Regions from separate parts of the Mus musculus genome. Here all the other regions are linked to region 1. A link is a contact called in public ChIA-PET and promoter capture Hi-C data. All regions are on one chromosome and are shown on one strand. Each heading gives the region's core, a stretch centred on a gene start, on an enhancer-like site or on the middle of the called end of the contact. The rest is flanking DNA. Distances are from core to core; before and after follow the strand shown.

Region 1 (4,392 bases), core at 659-3,158:
TCTGCCACTCTGCCTACGCTGACCCCATTCAGGTTCTGACTGAGCCATCTGGTAAATGTGGGAAAGGCAGGGTCAGAACTAACTACCAGGCTGTTTCAAAGCTGCCCAGAACCAGGCTTCTGCACACCTAACCACACCACACCACACAGATGGCCCACACGATTAGGACCCAGTCCCACGCACTGAGAGGAAGTCTTATAAGCAATGCATACGATATCTCGGCCTGTAAGAAGACAGCACTGAGGCCGGAAGCCCTTTCCCTCTTCTCTAGCCCTCTGCAAGGGAACACGTGCTCGCTCACCCCACAAGGTCCCTCTTGGGTCAGGCTGGAGACTGCCAGTGTCCCTGGTAGTTACAGAGTGGGTCTGGTTCCCCTCCACCTCCAGCCATCCATCATTGCAGAAGTGGGAATGAGAGACAGCTAGCCTCCCTCCATCAGGAGCCTGGAATATGACCTGCCCCTTGGGCCTCAGTTCCCTGCTATACAAAATGATCAAAAAAAAAAAAAAAAAACTCCTACTTAAGCTCCAAAGATCCAGTGACTGGACACACCCCTTCCAAATAACTGGTCTGGGTCCTGAGAAGCCTGGGAAAATAGACTGATGAGGATGCTGGGGGTGGGGGTGGGGGGAACGGGGTACAGTACCAATGCCCAGTGTCACCTCTACGCAGACTGGAAGCCCTGCCCAGTTTCTCCACCCAAGGGTCAGAGGTCCCTTGCTTTAAGCCTGATCCTCTGGCAGGTCAAGGGTGACAGGCTTAGTTCAAGGACCCGGCCTTCTATCAGGCACAAAGGGAGGTGGCATGGCCCTGGGCTGCTTGGAGCCAATAGAACCTCTGTGCAACGACTGAAGTAGAGTTCAGAACCAGACAAGCCAGGATACCTTCAGGGAAGCCCTGAACGGGAAAGGGCAAACGCCCGGGAGTCCGGCCCATACCACTTCTCTTCCTCCGGGGTCCAGCCACTTCCCACTCTGCTCTCCTCACGGGAGTTGGGGGGTGGGAAGGTAGGACTCTGCAGACCTAAGCCAATTCTCTCGTGGTGCTGGGTAGTACTACCTCCCTTGTGGCTCATTCCCAGTAGTGTTCTGACAGTGATTCCCGGGAGAATTCGAACCCGTTTGGGAGGTGGGGGGTTGGGGGGATGGGTGTGGGCGCGGCGGTGGTGGCTACAGAGGCGGGACGAGCGACCTCCTCCCTTCTAGGGGGCATTAGGACACCCACCTCCTTTGGGGCTGCCCAGCACTCACCTCTCTGGGGGCACTGCGGTCCAGGCCTCCTCACCGAGGGCGGCATCAGTGGCCTGCAGGACAGTCCATGCGGCCAAGGGGGAGGGGAGGGGCACAGGGGTCCCCAGGGGGTGCGGTACAAAGAGGTGTATGGATGCGAAAAGAGAGGGAAGGGGAGCCAGACAGGCAGGGGGACTGCCGCGCAGCCCCAGGCGGGGAGGGAAGAAAGGCGGGGGAAGGGGGCGGGAGGGAGTCCGGGGGGGAGGAAACAATGTAGCCGGCGCGGCCCCGGCAGAGTTCCGCTTCCGAACGCGGCCACGGAGGTTCGGTTTGGGGACGTCGCGCCGCCGCCGGGGGGCCGCCCCGGGCGTTCGATCGCCGCTCGCAGGGCTTGCCTAAGCCCCACACCCCGGAGGCTGGGCGGCCAGAGGCTGGCCAGGCGGGAGGGACGGCTGGCCCGGGGACGGCCCCGACGGCGGCGCGGCCCGGGTTGGCCCTGCTCGGACCCCACCCCGGTGGGATTCCCCGGGGCAGGGCGCAGGGTGGCGCGGAAGCGCAAGGAAGGCAGCAGGCTCAGCGGCGGCGGCCAACCTCAGCTCGCCCGGGCTCCGATGGGAGGAAGCTCGCAGGCCTGGTGAGAGGAAGCGCGGCCCGGATCCTCCGCCCGCTGCGGCGCGCCTGCGCGAGGGGGCCTGCCGGGCGAGCAGCGGGGCGTGGGTCGGCGCCCTCTGCTGGACCTTGGAGGAAATGCGGGGGGTGTGTCCGCGTCTACGCCCTGCCCCCACTTGCTGGCCTTCGCGAAGGCTCCCGAAGGTCCTTTCAGAGGGCCACCAGCATGCTAGAGCCAACCTCTCAGCTTCCTCTAGGCGAAGCTTCCTTGCTAGAGTGGAGGTTAGGCCTAGACTCTTCTGGGACAGTAAGCATGCATTTACACGGCCCCTGCTCTGTAGTCTACCACCGTCTCTGCTTCCTCCTCCTCCTTCTCCTCCTCTTCCCCCCCCCCCCCCCCCCAGCGAAGTTTTCTTTCTATAGTGGAGGCTAGGCCTAGACTCTTCTGGGACAGTAAGCATGCATTTACACAGCCCCTGCTCTGTAGTCTACCACCGTCCTTCTCCTTCCTTCTCCTCCACCTCCTTTCTCCTCTCTCCTCCTCCTCTTCTTCCTTCTCTTCCTCTTCTTCCTTCTCCTCCTTTGTAGTTTTTTTGTTATCTTTTGTTTTTCTGAGACAGGGTCTCACTATGTAGCTCTGGAACTTGCTCTGTAGACCAGGCTGGCCTCGAACTCATAAAGATCTGCCTGCTTCTTCCTCCCAAGTGCTAGAATTAAAGAGTGCATTTCCGGGCGGTGGTGGCCCACGCCTTTAATCCCAGCACTCAGGAGGCAGAGGCAGGTGGATTTCTGAATTTGAGGCCAGCCTGGTCTACAAAGTGAGTTCCAGGACAGCCAGGGCTACACAGAGAAACCCTGTCTCGAAAAACAAAACAAAACATAAAACAAACAAACAAAAAGAGTGTGCATCACCACTACCCGGCCGGAGTCCACTTCTTAAAACCTCTATATCTGCCAAATTCTCATGAGGGGTTGTTGCAAAAATATTGTCACAAAGAACAAATTGATAAACAATGAAAAAAAAAAAAAAGGTACAAGGTCCACAAGAAACAGGAAAGAAGGGAACATGGGTTGATTTTCTAGATCTGGGAACACAGCAGGGAGACCTGACTTACTTCGTGTGTAGGGGAAAGCAGAAAGAGATGCGGTCAGTCCTGCAAGCTACAGGGCCAAAGAACCACAGAGCTTCTTGGAACTCTTCCGGGCTTTATTTTCAGCTGAGATGCAATAGGGAAGTTGTCACTGGCTGTGTAACAACGTCGGACCAGTTAGCTAATCTCTGTCTGTCCTTTTCCACTGTGGTTTGGTAAAGTGAGCAAGAGCGGTACCACCAACTTTGTAAGGTTTTGTGGAGAGGAAATGAGTTAATAGGTTTGAAGTGCTCGGTGCGCAAGTGGCACGTGGTGAGTCCTCAATTAAACACGGGCTGTTATTATGCACCATTGTTAATGAGGAGTCCGGGATCCTCCCGGAGCAATTTGCTCTCAGCTACAGGAGCAAGCAGTGCTCCTGTATGGGAGGGCCACAGAATGGAAGCACAGTGGCTAGAGAGAAGCCAGAAAGTCCGTTGGAGGTGCTAGGTGTAGGAGCACTTTCTAAGGACCAGGACTGAAAGAGGGTACTAGTTTAGGAGCAGGGGATGGGGGTGAGGGAGTGGGAGGGGGATCTTCAGATGGGAGAGGAGACGCTGCTGGCAAAGACTTGGAATGCAATGTAAAGTGGTACTGACTGAGGGGAAGAAAGGGGCTCTGTGAGAAGCAAGGTTGCAGATTGCAAATAACTTAAAATGTTAGAAGCAGGAGTTGGATATGCTCAACTCCCACCCCAGACGACAGGTTGGTCTTCTCACCCAGCATGCCTAGTACCAGTTTGCTTACAGGGAACTGGTTCTTTAGGGACACCTTTGGTGGAGGCACCTAGAAGATCTCAGAGTTAGGTGTGACACAGAGGGGGGGGGGGAAACAGATATTTGGGGACCGAATCTCAAGGTTAAATCTCAAGAGCTGTGTGGCTTTGAACTAGTTACCTAAGGTCTCTGAGCTGTTTCCTCTTTGGTGAGATCAGGCTGAGAGCATGCCTCTTTCATGAGAGATGGTGCAGATTCAGCAAGATAACAGGCCTGGAGTGATGGTGCATGTGTGTGTGTGTGTGTGTGTGTGTGTGTGTGTGTGTGTGTGAGAGAGAGAGAGAGAGAGAGAGTGAGAGAGAGAGAGAGAGAGAGAGAGAGAGAGAGAGAGTGTGTGTGTGTGTGTGTGTGTGTATCAGACTTCACTTTCTTTCCTTTGAGGTCAAGATGGAATGATAACATGGCCCCAGTTGGGGATGCTGCTGCTGCTCAGCCTGAAGGAAAGGGCTTCAGCGGGCTGCAAAGCCTTCTGGGAGGGAGAGACTGACATCACCTCCACTCTGTCTGATAAAAGGGGGCTGAGTGGTGGGGAGGCTGTGGAGACTTGGGGGGCGGAATACCTGAGTAAATATGCTATGTTTTGCTCCAGCTTTATCACCAATACATCTTCTGTTACCCACAAACACTACCCCCTTAGTGTGCTGGGGC
Region 2 (4,660 bases), core at 713-3,212, 560 kb after region 1:
GTTCGTTCATGACTAACTGTCTTCTTCGGAATCCTTTGTCCCACGCATAGCACTCGCACACACTTCCTCACAAGCAACAACAGCGCAAACAAAAACTCAGGCATCTCCCTGCTGCATCCCACTACAAGGCAGCGAGACTCTGTTAGGAGGTTCACAATGAGTTATATAGACACAAAAATACGGGCAACCCAAACATCTACACAATATACCCTGGGGACCTCATTGTTCTCCCAACTCAATGCAGCTTTACCACAGTGTTCTCCACCAGGAAGCAAAGCACTTTCCTGTGTACAGTGAGAAGGGACAGGCACAGGGACACAAGTCCTCATGTGAACCAGCCACACTCAGAGACATAGGTGCCACACTGCCCTACTCTGAGACCGAACCCCTAGCCGATGCAACATGGAGAACTTGTGAGGTGTGGTGTGGGGGATCTAGGCAGCCTCCACCCACTTTGCCTTCTCACCTCCCTGCCCTGGGCTGCAGCTCCCCTCAGGAAGTCACAACTGCTCAACCATGCTTTCCTCTGAGAAGAAAATCCTACCCCCTGACTAGAGCAGGCATGTTGTGGAAACAGTCAATAAAGCTTCCTCTTTGGATTCACAGAGCCCAGGCGAATCCCTCTGCCCACAGGTTTTTAGGGAACAGTCTCTAGCTAATAAGCCTGGAGACAGTCCAAGGTTCTATACTTCCCTCTAGAGCCTTAAGACGCCTGAGTGCATCCCCTGTCTCTAGACATACAAATATATTAACACAGACTCCCTGCCCCAACTTGAGGGTCCTGTCAGTCTTGGAAGACCCTCTCCTACACCCTGTCTCTGAGATTAGCGGGTCCCTTCTTGCTTTTGCTCCTAAAGGAGGCACCTCCCTTCCCTGTTCCTCCCAGACAGCCACCCAACCCTGACTAGGCTGGATCGACCCTGTGGACTGAGGTTGTGGGGCCCTTCCACTGCTTACCTGCTGCTCTCTGACTTGCAGTGTGATGCTGTGGGGCTGCGAGCCGGTCTCCAGACTCAGGTGACAGTCTAAGGGAGCTTCTGGCATCTGTTGCTGTGGCGGTGGGGAGAAAGGGGGAGTGCATTGAAAGAACTCCCCTTGGCCCCAAAGTCCTACTTCAATTTTTTTCTTTCCTTATCTGTTCGCCCTACTTCTCCAGGATTGCAGGTTTGAGAGCGGTCGCGCGCCCCCGTGCTCGGCGGGAACGCGCACAGTCTCCCACCTCGTGCTGCGTTTACATTTGTTAAAGCCATAGAGATCCTCTACTCACCTCAGGCTGAGACCTGTCGGTCTCAAGGGGCTCCATACGCCCATAGCCCAAGGCTCCGCCCTTTCCAGCCCACCGTACCCCTAGCACCCATTTTCTACTTCTCCCCACATTTACACATTCGATGACATTGTCACTATTCCTCCTTATGTCTCCAAACCCCTCCCCAACACACACACACACACACACACACACACACACACATCTTCACATGACTTTCACAGGTTAGAACTACTCGTCAACATGTAATAATCGCGTCAACGCGCTAAGTTCTCCCTACTTTCACACACATTTTCACAAGCACACCTTCACTCAAACACTCACCGTTCTCTTTTGCGCGCACACAAATATCCACGCTCACTCACCCTCACGCGCCCGTCCCGCCAGCGCCCGCGAGCTTCGCTTCTAATTGAATGCGAGCCGTTCTACGCCCCGCAACACGTGAGACAAACCATCTTTGAGGAATTTGGGAGAAAGAAAAGCATAGGACTGGAGGGGCGTGTCTTTGCCTTTAAACACTTTTTTCCCCCCTCTCCAAAGCAAGCAGTGGCGCAGAAAGACCTCCAGTGGGACCTGCTGAACTGCGCTGCCTGGCTCTCCCGGACCCTTTTCCTCCTGCCGCCTGCTAGCCTCCCCCTCCCCGAAGCTTCGTTCAACACGATGCATAATTGATAGTGTTAGCAGAACGCCTCACCCTCTCTGTCATATTTTGCCTGGATCTGGGCAGATACAAATCCTGGTTCCCCTCCACCCCCAATCACCGCCAGACTAATTCGCCAGATTAGTAGGCGCAGCCCTGCAGGGTGCGCGGAGAGGAGACGCCCACCTCCCCAGCCCATCGCAGACCCTGCTCAGCCTCTTGAGCCTGAACTCCACGCTCAGGTCTTTTGTGGCAAAACCAGCGCGTGCACTCCACTGCCCGTGGGCTACCTAGTGCTCACAGTGGAGTGGGTGTCTTCTGAGCTCCTAAAACATTAGGTTGAACTCACCCAAGTGTCTCACTCTGCCCTTGCTTGCTGCGGGCTAACAGGACACCAAGGTTGCCCACTAATAGTGGCTACAGGGACCAGGATAGTTACAAAAACCGTTTGCTCCTCTTGAGTGCTGTGGACTAGGGACTTACAACCCCTGAGCATTTCCTGCACCACCACCCCGCTCCTCAGTATCCTCTCAGCATCTCTAGCAAGCTGGCCATCAACCCCTGCATGCTCGCACCCCCCCCACACACACACACACTGTGAAAGCCTAGGCAGCAGCCACCGCCCTGCCATCTCACACCCTCATGTAACAGCTGGCCTCAGCAGACTCGGGACTCGCTGTTCTCTTTGGCAAACCCTGGACATTTCTTTTAGCGATGAGCAGGAGAATTTCAAGGGATGTCTAGGGATTTGACTAAAATGCATCATCTCACTCCCCCGCCTATGGCATCCCAGGAGACAGAGCTGCTAGCCAGAACTGGTAAGGGGGCATAGATTTTGAGAGATGTGTAGAGAGTCCCCTCCTTCTCTTTCATATACACTGTAATACTGGGGTGCTGGGGTCTCCCAGCCCTCATCAGAGTCAGTCTTCTGTCTTGGTTGGATGGCAGTGTGTTTGGGGCCTCTGCAGAGATCAATACCCCGATTTGAGTGTTAAGCATTTTAATGAGCTAGGGAGGGGGGCGCAGAGAGATGCAGGAAGAACGCTGCATCTAAAGGGACCACCCGGCAGGGTTTCTGAGGCTCCTTTGTAAATTAAATATGAACACACTGGTGTGTGCTCACTTTGGTCCCTCCCTCTTTCCTACTCCTGGCTACGGGCTGATGGGACCCCCACAAACTCAGCCAAGTTCGGAATCTAGAACTTCACACCTGCTCGGGCCTGGAAACCCCACAGACCGAACCAGGAGAGGGTGCTTGAGCGATCCAGGGAAGATGTCTTTGAGAAGGGAGAGGAGATGAGAACTCTGACTCCTCCCTGCCTGGAATCCTGTACGTCTGAGGCCGTCCAGCACAAGGCTCTAACCTGGGACAAGGCCTCAGAGATTTGGAATAGCCGCCCGATACCGACTTCTTTGTCTGCAAAGTAAGAGGAATGTCTGTCGTATTGTTCATGTTCTAGCAACCTTGAGGGGGTGGGGGGTGCCTCGCACCAGAAGAGGGTGTGGCAGCAGAGGGACGTTCTGCTGTTCTTAGTGTTCTGGGATGGAGAATCCTGAGGACTTTCCTGGTGGGGGAGAGAAAGACGCAAGGCGTGGGCGTTCCTCCGCCAGTGAACATCCACTCATCCGATTTTTACTTCTAGTCAGCTCTCTTTTTTTGAGTTTGGAGGGACGCAAGCCTGCAGAGGGATAACTTAGGAGGAGCGAAGGGCCGAGGGCTGGAAGGAAGAATGGGCTCATGAGCTCTCTCGATCGCACGGACGTGCAGGAGTGTCTGGGGTAAGCTCTCCCAACTCTGGCTTTCTTCCCTAAAGAGGTTGAAACCAGGGGACTCCCTGTAGAGAGGGCGGTTCCAGCGTCTACAGAATAGTTTAAGGGCGTGGCGACCACGCTGGCTGGGGTACTGATTCCCGTGGAACCCAGCTTCCCACCCACTCTCCCGAAAAATGCTTCTGTTGCCCGAATTTGCACCAGGGAGAAGACATCCCTTACCCCGTCTTCAACCCTGCAGAACCCAGTGCCGGTCCAGACAAGGCCAGCCGGAGTCGCCGCTAGCAGCGTCCGCAGGGTCTTGGGTAGGAGCTGCAATTCCTGATTCAACCACTGAGCTCTGCTAGAAGACGGCAGGCAGAGCCCTGGCGCCGCCCAGAATTGCCGTCGATTGCTTTTACGGTTAATAATACCTAGGGAAGGAGAGACGGCATAGAAACACTTCCCACCTCCCACCCCTGCCCTACGTCTTTGATCTTAAAGGAACAAGTATTTAATCAGGCGAGTGCAGTAAAGGGGGGGGGGGGGAATGAGCGACAGAAAAGTTGTCAAGCTGGAAAACAGAGGGCTTCCGATTCAGAATCTGTTCAGTTCAGGGACAAGCTTTTTACCAAGCTGCAGTCCTGACTCCAGACAGACGCAGAGACCAAGAGCTAACGCCCCTAGACTTCTTTGTGGATTGACCTCCACAAACTTCAACCTTTGAGGTCCCAGGTTGTCCAAGTGGTGGGATCGCTGAAACCGAAGGCTCCTCGGACTTGCTCCCCGGGCTAGGTCCGCGGAGATCTGGAGTTCAACCCTGGTACCCGCGCTCCCCCTGCTGGATACTGCCTGAACTGTGCAGAAACAAGGCCTTGACCTTGAAGGGATGGCACGAGCAGGCCTGGGCACCAAAGAGCCCTGCCTGTGGCTTTGCAGTGCTGTTGGGAAATGCTATCGCCGGGGCATGCTTGACCAAAATCCTCGAGTTTTCTCTAGGTATACCC
Region 3 (4,431 bases), core at 527-3,026, 650 kb before region 1:
GTCCTCCCCAAAACATGGTCAGATTGTCACAGGAATACCCCACTCTGCTGGTACCAATTTGTCTTAGTCAGGGTTTCTATTCCTGCACAAACATCATGACCAAGAAGCAAGTTGGGGAGGAAAGGGTTTATTCGGCTTACATTTCCATACTGCTGTTGGTCACCAAAGGATGCAGGACTGGAACTCAAGCAGGTCAGAAAGCAGGAGCTGATGCAGAGGCCATGGAGGGATGTTCTTTACTGGCTTGCCTCCCCTGGCTTGCTCAGCCTGCTCTCTTATAAAACCCAAGACTACCAGCCCAGAGATGGTCCTACCCACAAGGGGCCTTTCCCCCTTGATCACTAATTGAGAAAATGCCTTACAGTTGGATCTCATGGAGGCATTTCCTCAACTGAAGGTCCTTTCTCTGTGATAACTCCAGCTGTGTCAAGTTGACACAAAACTAGCCAGTACAACATGTATGGGTGTTTTTTTTTTCCTGATGTATGTTTATACATCACATGCTCCTTAAAAGTTCTATACTACCACGTGGGTACTAGAATTGAACCCAGATCCACTCCAAGGTCAGCCAGTATTCTTAACCACTGACCCATCACGCGAGTCCCTGAGTGTCTTCATTATTTTACTTCCTGATACATCTTCCATTATCTTATACTGTCTTATTTTAACTCCAGTGCATAGTGCAGTGTCTGGTGTGCAGATAGACTTGTTATAGACTGTCTTCCAGTTTCAATACTGAAACCAACTCCTGAGTAGGTTCCTGAGTTCAGCGTAGAGTTCATTTTACTGGTGGCAAAAGACAAACTAACATAGTTGAGGGGCAAGGAGGCATGGACATGCCTTTAATTCCTTCACTCAAGAGGCAGATCTCTGTGAGTTCAAGGCCAGCTTGGTCTACACAGCCAATTTTGGGACAGCCAGGGGTACATAGAGATCCTTTCTCAAAACTCTGTCTTTCCTGGCCCCCTGACCCTCCACACACACAAAGGAAAAAACTTAGCAGAGGTAACCCTGAAGCTGCTATTGCACTGGTGCCAAAATGGAGTTAAGAATATATATAATTTATTTTTTAAAAAGTTCTCCAAGATGGGCATCAAAACCTATAGCATTTTCTTTTCCGAAGACCCATCCCCTGGTTCTTTCTGGACTTCAGTCCTGGGGGGACTAGTTGTGGCACTCCGATTTCTTGAAATCCTTCTAGAATACTTATCTTTGGTCTAACATGATAAAAAAAATCACAGTAGGCCCAGCCCTGCCTTCTCAATGCTCCTATCCTGAGAGACCCAGACTCTGCTGTTTACCCTAGAGTAAAATCATGCATTTGCAAAGGCTGTGGGCTTCCTGAATGAATTCTGAAACAGGATGTCTCTCTCTGTCTCTTCCTCACTCTCTCTTTGTACCCGATTACAATTAGCTACAATGATGCTGGACTACAGGATACATTCATTGAGCAAAGAAATGCGGCCCTTGCTTATCTGTCAGATCCGAGGCATCTTGGACCTCACAGGCAACCTTTCAGACCCTACCACGAATAGGTAGAAGCCGCCCGTGAATACCGGGAAGGGCACCGGTCCTCGCGCAGTTTTGGATTCTTTTAACTCCCAGTCGCGTCTCCCTCCCGCTCCCGTAGGGGAGTCGCCTCTCGTCCCCGCAGCCCCTCCCCCGCCGCGCCGCTCCGTTCCGCTCAGCCTCCCCTCCTCCCAGCTCCTCTCTGTCTCCCCCTCTCGGACAACGTCCCCGTCCGGCCCGGCCCTCCCCGGCTCCTGTTTGTGAATGAGATGCTCAGTTTCTCAATGGAGCCGTGGGGGGCTCGGGCGGACGCGGCGCAGGCCGCAGCGCTGGCCCTGAGCCGGGAGGGGGACGCCTTTTCCTCGCTCGCTCGCGCCCGCCCTCCCTGTCTCCGCGGCGGCTTTTGAGGAACTGGGCCGCGAGGCCACGGAGCAGTTCGCAGGGCCCGCATCCCCGTGGACGCCCGGGCTGGGCGGTCTCGAGGCGCCGGCGAGCTCTGCCCCGGGGGTTAAGCGGCTCGGAAGGCCGACGGCCTCCAACTCCCGCCAGGCGCCTTCGCGGTGGCTGTAAAAGTTGTGGACTCCTAAAAAAGAAAGAAAGCCAAGCAGACCTCGAACTGCTGTTAGTTCCTCGCCCGCACTTTCTCCTCCTCAGGACAGGAGGGGTGGCGTGAGGAAAGGAGTGAAGCAAACAGGAGGCATTTCCTCTCCGCGGGGAGCGACAGCGGGCTCTCCCCGGCCAGCAGGAGCGGCGTTGGCAGCCGCCGCGGGCGCCGGGCGCTCGCACCATGCGCGAGCCGACCGAGAGCTGCTGAGGCGCCGGGCCACAGAAGCGGAGCGCGAGTGCAGCGGGTTCTGGCGCTCGCCCACCAGACCTGCCCCGGCGGCGGCGGGATGGAGCCGGCGACCGCGCCCCGGCCGGACATGGCGCCGGAGCTGACCCCCGAGGAGGAGCAGGTAAGCGCCGCTGCAGCGGTGGGTGTGTCCGAGCCTCCGAGGCCTAGGCCGGCCTCTGTTCGCCGGGCTGCGCTCCTCGCCCCGGGCCCTCAGCGGCTCCTGCTCGCATTTCAGGCCTGCGGGCTGGCCTCCCCGGGCCGGAGACCGCGCCCCAGGCCATCGCCCAGCCCAGCCCCGGAGCCGTGGGACCCCTGGCTCTGAGATTCTTATGCTTCGAGACTTCCGGGGGGGGGGGGGTCCGTGCTGCTCCATTTCAATGAATATTAAAGTTCCTCGAACTGGGGCGGGCTCCCCACTGGATGACTGCAGGACACCTTGTCCCAGGCCCTTCTACTCTCTGGAAGCGTTTGCATTTTTTTTTTTTTTTCTCGAGGGTCCGTTGTTTTCAAGGGCAAGGAAAGCCATTTGGGGGGAGGATTCCTAGGTGGTTGTCTCCGTTCCCAAGATGGGGGGAGGTAGCGCTGGTAAAGAGGTGGCCCAGATTCTCAAAGGAGCCCTTCAGGCTTTCAGACTGCTGTGACGGGCCTACTTGGACAGATCCTGAAAGATCTGTTCCTTTTCTAGCTCCCCAAGTCCCTGGCCTTGACCTCCCTATTCTGCTTTCCCAGGCTAGGCTCTTACCCTCGTCCCCATTTCCCTGCCCCCACCTCATCTGACAGTCTCCATCTTTCTGAAGCCCACACTGGAGTTCCATTGTCCCTTTTTAAAGCTTGAGATCTTAAATTCCCAGAAAGTAGTAGCTTGCGTTATCATTTGAGGGGTTTCTGTAAGCGAGAAGCCTAGCGAGCGCTCTTATAACTTTACACCCCCCCCCCCATATTCCAGCTGTGGAAACACGGACTAGATGAGATTCAGAACCCCACGGATTGGGCTCTTGCTCTTCTCTCCTTGGCACTGCTCATATCCAAACAGAAGCTGTGCTCAAATATGGCCATAATCTGCTTGTACCTTACAAAATAAATGAAAGAGGAAAAGGTGAGACATGCTGGTAATGATCCGTTTCACACTCTCACGCCCTAGTTCACAGGCCCACATTTGCTAACACAATCTGGAGTGGGGAGATGTCTATTTTGACAAACTAACATTGGTTTAATGGTTTTTTTTTAAAGACCTTTTTATGGTTTATTTATTTTTATTTTATTTGCATTGGTGTTTTGCTTGCATATATGTCTGTGTGGGGGTGTCAACTCACTTGGAGATGGATTATGGATACCTGTGACTGCCATGTGAGTGTTGGGAATTGAACCTAGGTCCTCTGAAAGAGTAGCCAGTGCTCTCTCCAGCCCCAAGACCTGATTTTTAAAAAGCCCTTGAATTTTCTTTTGGAAAAGTCATGCTTTCTGTGGAAATGATGTTTTTGTTTTGTTTTGTTTTTTTAATTTCCCCCAGACCTATACTCTTATTGACTTTAAATAAACTCAGCATGAGTAAAAAAAAATTTTTTTTTAAATTTACTTATTTTATGTATATGAGTATACTGTAGCTGTCTTCAGACACACCAGAAGAGGGCAGACATTCAGAAGAGGGTAGACATACCAGAAGAGGGCATTGGATCCCATTACAGATGGTTGTGAGCCACGGTGTGGTTGCTGGGAATTGAACTCAGGACCTCTGGAAGAGCAGTCAGTGCTCTTAACCTCTGAGCCATCTCTCCAGTAAAAAAAAAAAAATTTAAGAATACCTTTTTAAAAACAAATTTGCAAATAGTGGTAACAGCTTGGTAACTGCAACAGTGTTTTCAAAATGCTAGTGAGACAGTGCAAGCAGGTGGCCAAGGGCCAAGGAGCCACTCTGCCAGGACTGGGAAAGGCCTCCCTACTAATGTGTTACCTTGATTTTTTTTTTTTTTTTTTTTTTTTTTTTTTTTTTTTGAGACAGAGTTTCTTGGTGTAACTAGCCTTGTCTGTCCTGAAGCTCTCAACCTGCAGCATCTCAACATGCTGGCCTGGAACTCACAGAGATCCAC
Region 4 (4,388 bases), core at 1,749-4,248, 630 kb after region 1:
TAGAACTCTGCCCCACAGCCTGAGCTTTTGTCCAGGAAACCACTCCCTTTGTCACAGTCAATGGTCAAGAAGCCAGCTTGCTGTCACCCATATTTTAAGAAGCCAAATTGAGAGTCCAAGCAACCACCCAGGAAGCAAAACAGTTGCATCAGTGAGCCCAGTGACAGGGGCTGTGTTAGTAACTGACAGGTGTCTCCTGTCCTTGCCTGTAAGTTAGGACAAGCTAGAGAAAGACAAATATGTCCCTGTTGTGATTATGTTATGTCAGAAACAGATATGTGTGCCTTTCCACAATGTCAGAGCTTATTGGATAACCAACTAATTCACAAGCTACACAGTTTTTTTGGTTATGATTAGCAAAATAGTCCCAGTTGCCCTTTATAGCCAGCCACTAGCAAGCAGGAGTTCTTTTATTCCAAACTTACTTATTGACATTCCATTTACTTACTTTATTTATTCACCGTGTGTGTGCACGTGCATATGCCACACTGTGCATGTAAAGGCTGGAAGACAACTTGTGGAAGTCTGTCCTCTCCTACTATGTGGGGTCGGGGGTCAAACTCTGATCCTCATTCTTGGCAGCAATCTCCTTTACCTACTGAGCCTGCTCCCCAGCCTCTTCATCACTAATGCTAACTCTCAGATCACACATTAACGCTTCGCAGAATAGTATGCAAATGCGCAGTTTTCAGAATGGCTAAGAACGGGCTGGAAAGGCTGTAGAGTTCAGTTCAGAGAGGTTGTGCAAAGAGCTGATACAGGAAGCTGGAGAAAGCGCTCAGCAGTTGGGACTGCACACACAACCCTTTCGTACGGCAAGAAGCATCTGCCTATATATGGCCTCTGTTCCCAGATGCTGGGACAGAGCTCTTCAAAGCCAGGGGTGTCTTTGCTTATTTATAAGAAAGAAGCCCTTTTCACACTGGAGTTTAACTTAATAAAGTGGCTATTTAAAGGAGCAGGATGCTCACCAGGAAGAAGTGGGGTTTGTTTTTTTTGTTTTGTTTTGTTTTGTTTTCAAAACAGGGTTTCTCTGTATTGCCTGGCTGTCCTGGACCTCACTCTGTAGACCAGGCTGGCCTCACTCAGAAATCCGATTGCCTCTGCCTCCCAAGTGCTGGGATTAGAGGTGTGCGCCACCACACCCGGCTTGGAAGAAGTGTTTTAAATTAGGACTTTCCCTGTGACGTCTAGGGAAGGGAGAGGGACAGGGATGAGTTCACTTGCCAGTGACAAATGTTTTATGGGGCCATGCAAACAGTATAGAACTCTCTCTCTAAAAACAAACCAACAAAGAAAACCTCTAAATAATGAGGTCTGGAGAACTTCCAGGCCAGTAGATTCATGGTGATGTTGGGAGGGGTTGTGCCTTGAACAGGTGTGCTAGTTAGTTTTATGTCAACTTGATAGAAGCTAGAGTCATCTGAGAGGAGACAACCTTAGTGAGCAATCCCTTCTATAAGATCAGGCTTTAGGCAAGCCTGTAGGGCATTTCTTAATTGATGATTGATGTGGGAGGGCCCAGCCCATTGTGGACAGGGCCACCCCTAGGCTGCTGGTCGTGGATGCTCTGAGTCTGAGCAAGTCACTAAGCAGCACTCCTCCATGGCCTCCTACGCTGCTAGAGTTCCTGCCCTCGCCTTTTTCAGTAACAAACAGTGATGTGGATGTGGAAGTGTAAGAGTAAGCAGAGTAAACCCTTTCCTTCCCATGCTGCTTTTGGTCAAGATGATTATCACAGCCATAGAAACAAACCCCCAGGACAATTGAGGGAGGAGGCAAGGAAGCCCTCCCTCTGTGTGTGCCTCCCATTTGGCTGTTCAAAGTCACATCTTTTACACAAACCAGTAAGCTGTAAAGAACATGTTTTGTTTTCTGTGAACTAGCAAATCATCAAGTCTGAGAAGCCGGATTGTCTTAGGTTAAGGAGAAATGCCGGAACTGATATTTGACCCTGGTTGGTGGGGCCAAGCCCTTAAGACCTTGAAGCTGAGCCGGGTGGTGGTGGCGCACGCCTTTAATCCCAGCACTTGGGAGGCAGAGACAGGTGATTTCTGAGTTCGAGGCCAGCCTGGTCTACAGAGGGAGTTCCCGGACAGCCAGGGCTACACAGAGAAATCTTGTCTCAAAAAACAAAAACAAAACAAAAGGCCTTGAAGCTGAAAGCCTTCTCCAGGTAGTTATCATTAGAATGGAACTGAGCTTCAGGGTGAGCTGTCCAAGAATCAGAAGATCGCTTGTTGGAAGTGAGAGTGTTCATTTGGCCTGTGCAGTCATTTCTAATGCCTAGCCCGGAGCTGCAAAGACACCTTCACAGCTCCCTCAGGCTGCCCCTTTAAGGTGACCACAGTCTCTCTCCTACTCCTAGTCCCTGAGAACAACTCACCCTCGTCAGTGAATCAGTTCTTTCACCCCACTGGTATATAAATAGATTCCTGTCCATAGTGTTCTTTGATACAATTTCACTCAGCATTTTCTCAGGAGGCCCACCCACCAAAGCTGAGTTCATTCTTCATTGTTGAGTAGCAAGCAGTCTTGGATGTGAACGAACCAGTGTGCTTACCTACTTACATTTGGGAAAATATCCAAGTATTTTATTTATTGGGGGCTATTACAAATAAAGCTGCTGTGAACATTGTGTCCAGGTCCTACTGGGGAAATAAATGTCATTTTCTCTGGGATAAATGTGAGACACTGGAACTGCTGGGCCTTCTGGTAAATCCGTTTTTAGTTTTAAAAAGAACCGGTTGTTTTGAAACTTGAGTCAAATGGAAGTATGACTAGAAAGAGGAGAGGGGGCGTGACTAAGGACTGTCACGCACTGGAACAGTGCAGTGCATGGGGGGATGGGGGGGGTGGTGGCAGCCAGCCACTCCAGAGGAAGCAAGTGTGACTCAAGCTGCTGAGAAGTGAAAAAAATCCTCAAGACACTGTTAGCTAGGGACATTGCCTCAGAGGGTATCAGGAGTCAGGCAGAGGACATGCGTGTGGGTGGAAAACCCTTTGATTATTTGCATATGTGAAAAGTCATTCTGAGTCTGTTGAGAGCCACAGGAGAGCTGTCAGTTACATCGTAACAGGAAGGTTACTTTGTAGCAGGAAGAGGCAGGATTTACTAAAGCGGTCAGAGTTGAGGTCAGAGGCAAGTTAGAAACGGAATTCCAGTGGCAAGCTCTTCCTGAGAAAGACAAGACCAGCTGTTCTCCTGGGCAGAAAATGTGGGGGTGAAGCAAGACTGTGCCCTTCCTGGCTATGCAGGAGAAAGGCTGGGAGACAGGGAGCACCACTTGGCAGGAGCACACATACCCTGCAGCTCCTGCCTGCTTGTGCATCGGAAGCACACTGGTTCCCTAGAATAGCTGCCAAAACTGTGTGTTACCTGGCCCCAGGGCTGCTGCAGACGAGGCAGGAACCAAGACTCTGCTCTCCAGGCAAAGAAGAAAATTTTGACACCTTTGCCCTGTAGGTGAGACAGGAACTCTGTCTCAGGCACAGAAACACTGTTGGGAATCCCACCTTCTAAGACCAAAAACATAGGCTCTTAGGAAGCTGGGCCGGAAGAAGCCAGCAGCACCCAGAAGCACCCTACTGGCTCCAAACACAGTGACCCACATCCACACCCAGCTTCTACAAGGCTTGCACAAGTGAGTAACTGTAACCACACTTACCACTAGTGGGAGAGCAAGAGGAGAATGTGGCACAAATTAACCTCAGACTTGGGGCAGAAGGGTTGGAAGTTTGAAGTCAGTTTGGGTTGTTTTGAAAGATAAAGTTGCCGGGTGTGGTGGCACACGCCTTTAATCCCAGCACTCGGGAGGCAGAGGCAGGCGGATTTCTGAGTTCGAGGCCAGCCTGGTCTACAAAGTGAATTCCAGGACAGCCAGGACTATACAGAGAAACCCTGTCTCAAAAAAACAAAAACAAAAACAAAACAAAACAAAAAGAAGAAAGAAAGCTAAAGTTATATAAACAAGAGCCAAAGGGAAAGCAGTCCAAAGGCAGTGAGAAGTAGACTTTGGAGTGACCTGGAGGGCAGAAGTTCAAGGGGTGAGCTCGTCAAAGGAGACAACAGTTCCCAAGGTATGTGCACGGGAGAACAGTGTCTCAGGAAACAGACAGTTAAAACCATGGAGCTGAGAGACAGAAGGGAGAGTCCCCTCTCCGCACAGTAAAAAGCAAGTGCGCAAAATTGGAGTGGTTATGGGTCATTGGGTAACTTGAAGAGCACTAACCAATTTAATCTGATGATAATTTATCCGTGAGACTTTCCACCCAACAACAGCAAAACCCACATTCTTTCCAAGTGAATTGTAGTCTTCACTCAGACCACATTCTGAGCCATAAATCAAACCTTGGTGAATTAAAAATAATTGGAATCATTTGAAATA
Region 5 (4,328 bases), core at 1,123-3,622, 610 kb after region 1:
TCCTATGTGAAACTGATTAAAAGGGATGGTAACAGGTTCCTGCTTTTGTAAACTTAGAGTTGTGGTGAGATGGGTTCTAAAGGGAGACCCAACATCCTGGAGACTGTGGAGGCCATACATCTAAGCTGACCAGTATCCCTTGGCCTTTAAAATTAGCCCATCAAGGGCTGGAGAGATGGCTCAGCGGTTAAGAGCACTGACTGTTCTTCCTGAGGTCCTGAGTTCAATTCCCAGCAGCCACATGGTGGCTCACAAGCATCTGTAATAGAATCTGATTCCCTCTTCTGGTGTGTCTGAAAACAGCTACAGTGTACTCATATAAATATTTTGAGTAAATATTTTAAAAAATTAGGCCAAGATCAGTTATATTGTGTACAAATATTTGTGTTTTCTTTCCTCAATTTTTTAAATTATGTGATGTAACATCTATTAATAGAATGTCAATGGTTATCATATTGAAGTCTGAGATACTAATAGAATGTTTCTAGGGGGCTGGTGAGATGGCTCAGGGGTTAAGAGCACTGACTGCTCTTCCAGAGGTCCTGAGCTCAATTCCCAGCAACCACATGGTGGCTACAACCATCTGTAATGGGATCTGATGCCCTCTTCTGGTGTGTCTGAAGACATCGACAGTGTACTCACATACATGAAATAAATTAATTAATTCAAAAAAAAAAAAAAAAGAATGTCCCTCAAGGGACATTGTCATCTACTCTAAATTTTTTGTTTGTTCGTTTGTTTTTGTTTGTTTGTTTGGTTTGGTTTGTTTGTTTTTTGTTTTTTGTTTTTTTTTTGGTTTTTCAAGACAGGGTTTCCCTGTACAGCCCTGGCTGTCCTGGAACTCACTTTGTAGACCAGCCTGGTCTTAAACTCAGAAATCTGCCTGCCTCTGCCTCCGAGTGCTGGGATTAAAGGCGTGCACCGTCACGCCTGGCATCTACTCTAAATTTGCAATGCATTTGCAGTTGTATGAGGGATAGTTTTATCTGGTTAGGTGTAATTATAACATGGTTAAATATAATGTGTTTGTAATTGTATGTCAGATAGTTATATCATGTTTAGGTATTATTATGATTTGCTTAATGTTTTCACTTGGAAATTGATAAGAAGATATGATTGTGTGTCAAGTTGGCAAGGGGTGGACTTGTATGGCAATTCTGGGTTGTCAACTTGACTACATTTGAAATTAATTAAAACCTCACTCCCGGTACCAACTCATCTTAGGGTTTTTATTGCTGTGACAAAACACCGTGAGTAAAGAGCAAGTTGGGTAGGAAAGGCTTTATTTTGCTTACATTTCCATATGGTGGTCCATCAATGAGGGAAGCCAGGACTCAAATAGGGCAGGAACCTGGATGCAGGAGCTGCTGCAAAGGCCATGGAGGATGCTGCTTACTGGCTTGTTCAGCCTGCTTTCTTAATGAACCCAGGACCAGCAGCCCAGGGTTGGCCCCACCCACAATGGAATGGGCCCTGCAACGTCAATCATAAATTAGGAAAATGCTCTTCAGGCTTGCCTACAGCACAACCATTTTCTCAATTGGAGATCCCTCTTTTCAGATTATTCTAGCTTGTGTCAAGTTGACATAAAATTAGCCAGGCTAGCAGTCATAGGCAGGGGAACTTAGAAATGAGCTATGGCAAGGATCCAGGGAGGCAAGACTGGGAAAGATTCGTCTTTTCTTGCTTTGTAAAATGGCCTCCTGCCAGCCTCCCAGCATCCTACTGGGGTATATTTTCTACCTTCATTTGGGCTTTCTGAAGCCACGGAAAGACAAAGTTACCTCAAGTGCCTGGATCAAGGAGTCTCATGTAATGCTTTGCTGCTGCTGCTGCAGCCACCACCACCACCATCCACTGCCAGGATTCCTGGGGTGTCTGCATGTGAAATTTTTCTTTTATACCAAAGTTGGGGCCTTCTGACTTCAACTTGTCCACAGTGACTTGGATCTGCCATCATTAAGCAAATAAGAACAGGACTCTGTATGGCAGGCTCTGTTTTCTTGGCTGTGGGGAAACAAACAAACAAAAAATACCAGTTTGCTGACCACACCAGAAGAAATCCTACATCTGGATAAGCACACCCATAACTCATAAGTGTGTTGAGTTTGGAGGAATGGTTTGAGGCCAAAAACATTTCTCTGCTTCTGGAGAAAACGCTCCTGCAATGCTCCTTTAAAGCCAAACTTCCTTGCCTCCTTTCCTAAGGCCAGGTAGGAGGTGGTCAGGAAGCCTCAACCTTAGAACCAAGGCCACATCCCCAAACTGTGCTCCCGCCGTTCGGTCCTCCCAGCGCAGGGGGTGCTGTGGAGCGGCAGGCATGGTGGACCCGGCCTGATTCCTGATCCTACTCAGCCACTGTTGTTAGTGACGGAGTAAAGCCGGAAGCAGTGGGAACGAGGAGGGGCGGAGCTGCCACAGGCTGGGCAGGGCAGTCTCCCAGCAGAGGATCGGGGCGTGTCCCGGTTAGAAGTCATGCTTGGAAGGTCTGGCTACCGGGCACTGCCCTTAGGGGATTTTGATCGTTTCCAGCAGTCGAGCTTCGGCTTTCTGGGTTCGCAGAAGGGCTGCTTGTCCCCAGAGCCGGGCAGCGTGGGGCCGGGGGCCGGTGAGTGGCTACCCAGCACCGCGGACAGAGGGGCACCCCAAGACCTGTACTCTCTGCCTCTAGGAGGAAGGAGAGTGAAGGGGATAGGATATGAAGTGGGTGCCAGACAAGGTGTGGGGATGCTACCACCGATTTGTTCTCCCTACGGCACCAGCTGTAGCTTTGGAAGCCGCGCAGCCCCATCTTCCCTAATCTTAGCCCATCCCGTTACTATTTCCAGGATAGCCCATCATGCATAGAAAGAAAACAGAGCCCTAGGCAGAGGGAGCCATAACCCACAAGGCATTTGTAGAGAAATGGAAAAAGAGTCGCCCTAGGGTAGCAGCGCAGGGAGCAGGAGTCTCCTGTGTCCTGGTGAAGATGCACAGAACAGAAAGCTGGGCCTGCAAGCTGCCTGGCTTGTTTGCTTTGGCTTCCTCTCTCCAAAGCCTGACTGTCCTTGGAGTATTCTGGTCCTCTGTGGTTCTCCTGTATTGACGGTGCATTGAAAGCTTTGGCAATGCTGAACGAATCCTCCATTTTCTGCCCCGTTCTTTTTTGTTGTTGTTGTTTTTGTTTGTTTGTGGTTTTTTTTTTTTTTTTTTTTTTTTTTTTTTTTTTGAGACAGGGTTTCTCTGTATAGCCCTGGCTCTCCTGGAACTCACTTTGTAGACCAGGCTGGCCTTGAACTCAGAAATCTGCCTGCCTCTGCCTCCCAAGTGCTGCGATTAAAAGCGTGCACCACCACGCCCGGCTCTTCTGCCCGGTTCTTAGGATTCCTCCTTCCCTGAAGAGGTCAGGAATTAGTTTATGACTTAGACTGTCCTGCAGGCAGGGGCTTCTTGAAGGATAGAACAGACGTCTCTTGTCACCTTCCTGTCTAGGGCTGGGGAGGAGAGAACAGATAGCAAGCTCATCCCCAGATTCTGGGCCTGTTTGCTCAACACCCATTCAGGATTCTTAGTTCTTCCTGCCAAAAGGCTTGAATTGAAGTACACTATAGATATAGATAGATAGATAGATAGATATAGATATAGATATAGATATAGTTCTTTCAGGGCATTAAAGTGGGAATAAATACTAAACTAGCACTTTAGTCCCACTGTGACTGTTACTTGTGAGCATTAGTTTTATCCTTAGTAGCTGAAGCCTTTCCTCTGTAATGACCCCTTGAAAGCATACTTGTGGTGTGGCCAGTAGAATGTGTTAACACCAGCAGTGTCCACTCCACCCAGCATGAGTGCTCTCTATTCCAGGTTTGGGTGGGCGGTACTCATTAGGCAAGGGCTTGTTGGTCCATGCTATGTCCAGCAATGAGAAATCGAATGGATCATGTTCTCAGATTCTGTGGCTCTCACCTGGGAGAGAAAAGTCTCCTGTAGGGTGTTGTACCGGTTAGTTATGGTGGAGGTCCCTAACTCGCTATGGGGAGCTTTTGGGGCAGAACACAGGCAAAACATACACATGGCCCACTGTACTCTGGGACACGGTGCCTGAAATTGTCCTGCCAGGCCCAGCTGGTGTTCTGTGGTTGCTTCTGCTCTTTTGCCCCCAGACGCGCCGGAGAGCTGGCCCTCCTGTCTCTGCCATGGCCTCGTCAGTGTCCTGGGGTTCTTGCTGCTGCTGCTCACCTTCCCCATTTCCGGCTGGTTTGCTCTGAAGGTAGGGCTGGCTGGATGCTGTGGGGGAGTGGGGAGGCACAACGAAGGTGTTGATGAGTGGATTCCCCGTATTTGGCCTC
Region 6 (4,659 bases), core at 1,931-4,430, 690 kb before region 1:
CTGGCAGTATGTGTGAGTGGCACCTTGGTGTGGTAAGTTTGCATACATTCTCACAATTATATACTGACACACACATCCATATTGACATATGCATATGGAGCAAAAGACCAAGCACCGGTGCAGAAAGAACTCACACATTCTGGATGAAAAATGCGCTCCAATCTTTATTGCATAGAGAAAGAAAAGGCTTCTACCCTTTTAATGCTAAGTGAATTAAACCCGTGTTTTTAAGAAAAAGAGCTTTGTTCCGTTTAATAAAACTAAACCTGCCTTGTCCTCACCATGGGACCTGTTCTGTCCCATGGTAAGGAGAAGCCTGCCTGCTCCTTCTGCTCTCTGTGACATCTTCTTTTTTCCTCTTTCCCTCTGCATTCTGCACATTGCTCTCTTAGTATTTTATGTTACCTATAATTTCCAAGTTATTCCACTCTGCATTCTCCTTCTAATATAAAAAGTGTTGTCTAAAAACTTCTCCTCGGGGGCTGGTGAGATGGCTCAATGAGTAAGAGCACCCGACTGCTCTTCCGAAGGTCAGGAGTTCAAATCTCAGCAACCACATGGTGGCTCACAACCATCCGTAATGAGATCTGACTCCCTCTTCTGGTGTGTCTGAAGACAGCTACAGTGTACTTACATATAATAAATAAATAAATCTTAAAAAAAAAAAAACCTCTCCTCAGCCCAGTTCCTCTCTCAGCTCAGTTCTCACCTCCGTTCCTCTCACCTCAGTCCCTCAAATCTGACTCTTTGTCCTCAGACCTTAAACATCTTTAAGATTACATGATCATATGTTAAAAAGTACATCAAAAGTTCACATAGAAAATCAAATATAAATTGAAATAGAAGTTTACAACAGATTGTTTCCATGCATATCCATTAGGAGTAGTTATCTAGCTAAACATCCATCACTTGTCTCAGCTCCACAGGTTCACCGAAGGTTTAAAACCACAACTAAAAGCCGGGCGTGGTGGCGCACGCCTTTGATCCCAGCACTGGAGAGGCAAAGGCAGGCGGATTTCTGAGTTCGAGGCCAGCCTGGTCTACAAAGTGAGCTCCAGGACAGCCAGGGCTATACAGAGAAACCCTGTCTCAAAAAAAAAAAAAAAAAAAAAAACCCACAACTAAGTTATAAGTCAAGTTTTGTATAGATAAACCCAGTCAATATCTTATCTTCTGTCCTAGCACCTGTAATAAATCGTTAGTTCCCCTTTTATAATCTTTGGGTAATTGTTTTACAACCTCTTGGAATGTAGGAGAAAGTCTGGTTACCATCTAAGAGCAATTAACTGGTGACACTAGGGAGACTGGCAGAGTTCTCATTGCAGTTTTGACTATCAGAAAAGGACCTAATAGCAGTCCTATTATAAAAGAGCTTAATAGTCATGGATATAATTTTAGGAATTCTTATAGGATCATTATTAAGACTTAAGTCATCTATTTGTCTATATAGCATCACTAGAAGATAGTACAACTTCGTTGATTTACAGAGATCTACTCCAAAGGGGTGTGCTACTACTTAGTGATTGTTATATATATTTAATAATAACAGGAGAAGCATATTAATAGCAGGAATCTCTCCTAAAATGAGTCCCTTACAGCCTCGCTTAATAAGGGCTCACCTGTCACAAATTATATAATAATCCGAGCCGGGTGGTGGTGGCGCACGCCTTTAATTCCAGCACTTGGGAGGCAGAGGCAGGCGGATTTCTGAGTTCGAGGCCAGCCTGGTCTACAAAGTGAGTTCCAGGACAGCCAGGGCTATACAGAGAAACCCTGTCTCGAAAAACCAAAAAAAAAAAAAAAAAAAAAGAAAAGAAAAAATAATAATAATCCGAAGCAGGCCACTTCAGGATGATCAACTGCTAGTTATTAGCTTGTCCCATTATGGTTCCTGACAACCCTGGCCAAATTACTCCCCCACCACCACCCACAGGGCTCCTGACTTTCCAGGAACTCTGCAGACCAGGCTGTCCTTTAACTTAGAGATCTGCCTTTCTCTGCCTCTTGAAAGCTGGCATTAAAGGCATGTGCTAGCACTACCAGCCAGTCCTGCTTTCACCCCCTGTTGTTCGATTACAGGGTGGTGCCACTGCAAGTTTAGCGCAGGCTATACAAACACATTGATTGCTGAGCAACATCCCTAGCCACACCCCAGTTCATTGAGGTGTTAGAAGCAACGCATCTGGCTCACATTATAAGCATTAAGTAGCAAGTCCTGTTTTCATTTTACATGCTAGAAGTCTTACCCTGCAGACACGATGTATGGGTTTGCTTAGGGTCTCCTAAATCTCGGTCACTCATGTAACTACTTTCAAACCGGACTAAGTGCTGCACTCAAATGCTGAACGTTACCTATCAGGAATCGAGCCAGGTCCCTTTCCGCGTCATGTTAGAAAGGAGAATAGGGATAGCAGTGGTGGCGCACGCCTGCACGCCTTTAATCCCAGCACTCGGGAGGCAGAAGCAGGCGGATTTCAGAGTTCGAGGCCAGCCTGGTCTACAAAGTGAGTTCCAGGACAGCCAGGGCTATACAAAGAAAGAGAGAGAGAGAGAGAGAGAGAGAGAGAGAGAGAGAGAGAGAGGAAGAGAGAGAGAAAGAGAGAGAAAGAGAGAGAGAAAGAGAAAGAGAGAGAAAGAAAGAAAGAAAGAAAGAAAGAAAAAGAAAGAAAGAGAGAAGAGAGAGAAAGGAGAGAGAGAAAGAGAGAGAGAAAGAAAGAAAGAAAGAGAAAGAAAGAAAGAAAGAAAGAAAGAAAGAAAGAAAGAAAGAAAGAAAGAAAGGGAAAGGAAAAAGGAAGGGAAGAAACGTTTATTAGTTCGAAACCTGAAAGCCATTCAGAAAATCGCACAAGCAAGACAAAAGGGCTGTCAGTGCAACTCTCGAGTTTGGGCACACCCGGAGAGGTGGCGGCCACGAAGTCACGGTTTTGTCAGTGAAAGGATCCGGGGCAAGTTTGCGATCAGTACTGAAGGCTCCGTATCGCGGACAATCTCGCTAGAATCCCGAAAAAGCCTAAACCAAATCTGGAAGCCCCTCCCTAGGGAGAAGAGTCGCTCAGTTCAGGGCGGAAGTAATGTCCTGCCCGACTCAACTCCCGCGATGCACCACGGTAGGCGGAGCCGGAAGTTCGAGTGCAAGCTTGAGCGGGGCGTGTCTAGCTCCGCTAAGGCACCTAATTGGTCAGTCGGCACAGGCACTGGCGGCGTGCGCGAGTGGTACGGACGTGCGGTAAGTCTGGCCCTGTCTAGTTTGGCGTTCTCTCAGCCGCAAGCTCAAACTTCTTCTGATGACCCAGGGCTGGCTTCGCAGCCGTTACCTGGGGAGGCTGGCCAGTCTTGGGGACTTGGACTTGGCCATATTTTTGTCGTTGTATTCCAGGCAGTCTGGCTCAAACTCATGAGGAACATTTATGTGTGGCAGGGAGAATTCTGTAACCGAAAGACAAACGACTCCATTGCTAGAGAGACAGTAGCGGGGAGGGCGGCAGAGTTCACGGACGTGTGGTGGGAGCATCTATTGGGCTGGAGAAGAGGCTTGGGTGAGCCTGACACTTAGGAATTAGTTCGCTTCTTTTCCTCGGCCTCCTGCCTTGCTGCCATTGCAGGTGTATGACACGTAAGGTCCTGTTAGGGATCATTTCTATGGCATACTTCAGGATACCTTGACGGGGAAGCTCAGTAATTATCTACTGAATACTCCCGGTTATTTTACAAACACTCTGATGCACACCTTAAATCCACACTGATAATAGTCACTTTTAACAAATTTTCTTAGAAAGTATTCTTAGCCGGGTGTGGTGGTTGCATACCTTTAATCTCAGCACTCAGAAGGCAGGCAGGTCTCTATGAGTTCGAGGCCAGCCTGGACTACAAGGAGAGTTCCAGGACAGAAAACCTGTCCCCAAAACAAAACAAAACAGAAAAAAAAAAAAGTATTTTTAATGTCTTAGGATATAGGAATGCAGCTTTCTTCTTTTTCTCCTGGGTTTCAGACCCAAGGCTTGGTGCAAATATGGTGCGCACTTTGGCAAGTACTTTACCAAGTGGAGGTATGGCACCATCCTTTGTTCTTTTATTTGTTTATTTTCCTATATGCATATGTGTATGTGTGTTTTGCCTACATGTCTGCACACCACATGGGTGCCATGCTGGGAAGAAAGTCAGAAGAGAGTTCCAGTTAGTTCCCTGGAATTGGTTTACAGGTGGTCATGAATTACCACATGAAACCCAGGTCCTCTGGAAGAGCAACCAGTACTCTCTTTTTTTTTTTTTTTTTTAACTAGTGCTGTGTGTGTTTTTAAGATTTATTTATTTTTATTTATATGAGTACACTGCAACTGTCTTCAGACACACACTAGAAGAGTGCATCAGATCTCATTACAGATGGTTGTGAGCCACCATGTGGTTGCTGGGAATTGAACTCAGGACCTCTGGCAGAGCAGTCAGTGCTCTGAACCGCCAAGCCATCTCTCCAGCCCCGCAACCAGTACTTTTAACCTAATGGCTGAACCATCTCTCCAGTACCCTTCCACCCTGTCCTATCCTGTCCTGTGCATTCTTGCAAGATGGAAACAGTTGATAACAGTGTAAAGGTACTTCCCACTGCAGAACTGTATATTTGAATGGTTAAGATGCTCACTAACCTCACTCCATCCCCAAATC

Evidence for each region. Promoter capture Hi-C pulls out the DNA fragments that hold promoters and counts their contacts. ChIA-PET counts read pairs in DNA pulled down with a chosen protein or histone mark.
Region 2: a contact with region 1 is called in a promoter capture Hi-C map of erythroid cells, with 10 times the contacts expected there. The contact joins the promoter of Islr2 here to the promoter of Csk in region 1. A contact is called at or near these places in 8 of 39 promoter capture datasets (the 3T3-L1 cell line, HPC-7-derived erythroid cells, cranial neural crest and 5 more), 1 of 15 datasets of contacts at CTCF or cohesin (large pre-B cells), 7 of 484 Hi-C or Micro-C datasets (the N1E-115 cell line, embryonic stem cells and pro-B cells), 5 of 115 datasets of contacts at active chromatin or transcription factors (double positive thymocytes, embryonic stem cells, pancreatic cancer cells and 1 more) and 1 of 9 other capture datasets (embryonic stem cells).
Region 3: a contact with region 1 is called in an RNA polymerase II ChIA-PET map of memory CD8 T cells, with 18 read pairs. The contact joins the promoter of Ptpn9 here to the promoter of Csk in region 1. A contact is called at or near these places in 1 of 39 promoter capture datasets (cranial neural crest) and 2 of 115 datasets of contacts at active chromatin or transcription factors (bone marrow-derived macrophages and memory CD8 T cells).
Region 4: an RNA polymerase II ChIA-PET map of memory CD8 T cells shows a contact between it and region 1, with 11 read pairs. The contact joins the enhancer-like site here to the promoter of Csk in region 1. A contact is called at or near these places in 3 of 39 promoter capture datasets (the C10 cell line and pre-B cells), 4 of 484 Hi-C or Micro-C datasets (B cells, CD4 T cells and Th1 cells) and 4 of 115 datasets of contacts at active chromatin or transcription factors (embryonic stem cells, large pre-B cells, memory CD8 T cells and 1 more).
Region 5: a promoter capture Hi-C map of pre-B cells shows a contact between it and region 1. The contact joins the promoter of Stoml1 here to the promoter of Csk in region 1. A contact is called at or near these places in 7 of 39 promoter capture datasets (the C10 cell line, the HPC-7 cell line, HPC-7-derived erythroid cells and 4 more), 1 of 15 datasets of contacts at CTCF or cohesin (the NIH/3T3 cell line), 4 of 484 Hi-C or Micro-C datasets (B cells, LSK cells, Th1 cells and 1 more) and 5 of 115 datasets of contacts at active chromatin or transcription factors (double positive thymocytes, large pre-B cells, memory CD8 T cells and 2 more).
Region 6: a contact with region 1 is called in an RNA polymerase II ChIA-PET map of memory CD8 T cells, with 109 read pairs. The contact joins the promoter of Snupn here to the promoter of Csk in region 1. A contact is called at or near these places in 2 of 39 promoter capture datasets (erythroid cells and pre-B cells), 5 of 484 Hi-C or Micro-C datasets (B cells, CD4 T cells, CD8 T cells and 2 more) and 3 of 115 datasets of contacts at active chromatin or transcription factors (T-cell acute lymphoblastic leukemia, memory CD8 T cells and pancreatic cancer cells).

The regions. Positions count from the first base shown.
Region 1 is chr9:57,643,745-57,648,136 of GRCm38.p6, forward strand. It overlaps Csk (c-src tyrosine kinase), which reads right to left and starts at 1,909. Exons shown (of 13, transcript NM_007783.3): 1 at 1,251-1,909.
Region 2 is chr9:58,200,323-58,204,982 of GRCm38.p6, forward strand. It overlaps Islr2 (immunoglobulin superfamily containing leucine-rich repeat 2), which reads right to left and starts at 1,963. Exons shown (of 3, transcript NM_177193.5): 1 at 1,630-1,963; 2 at 958-1,050. It also overlaps the pseudogene 1600029O15Rik.
Region 3 is chr9:56,993,192-56,997,622 of GRCm38.p6, forward strand. Ptpn9 (protein tyrosine phosphatase, non-receptor type 9) reads left to right here and starts at 1,777. Exons shown (of 13, transcript NM_019651.2): 1 at 1,777-2,465. The coding sequence starts at 2,403.
Region 4 is chr9:58,272,388-58,276,775 of GRCm38.p6, forward strand. No RefSeq gene overlaps it. Among named protein-coding and RNA genes, the nearest start is that of Stoml1, 21 kb to the left of the region's middle. Within about 2 kb of position 2,999, at least 285 of the 459 cell types and tissues checked have an H3K27ac peak or open chromatin away from gene starts, as enhancers often do. A contact at or near this core is called in B cells, Th1 cells, embryonic stem cells and 3 more, where this site is marked.
Region 5 is chr9:58,250,792-58,255,119 of GRCm38.p6, forward strand. It overlaps Stoml1 (stomatin-like 1), which reads left to right and starts at 2,373. Exons shown (of 7, transcript NM_026942.3): 1 at 2,373-2,608; 2 at 4,143-4,249. The coding sequence starts at 2,476.
Region 6 is chr9:56,947,728-56,952,386 of GRCm38.p6, forward strand. Snupn (snurportin 1) reads left to right here and starts at 3,181. Exons shown (of 9, transcript NM_178374.4): 1 at 3,181-3,226.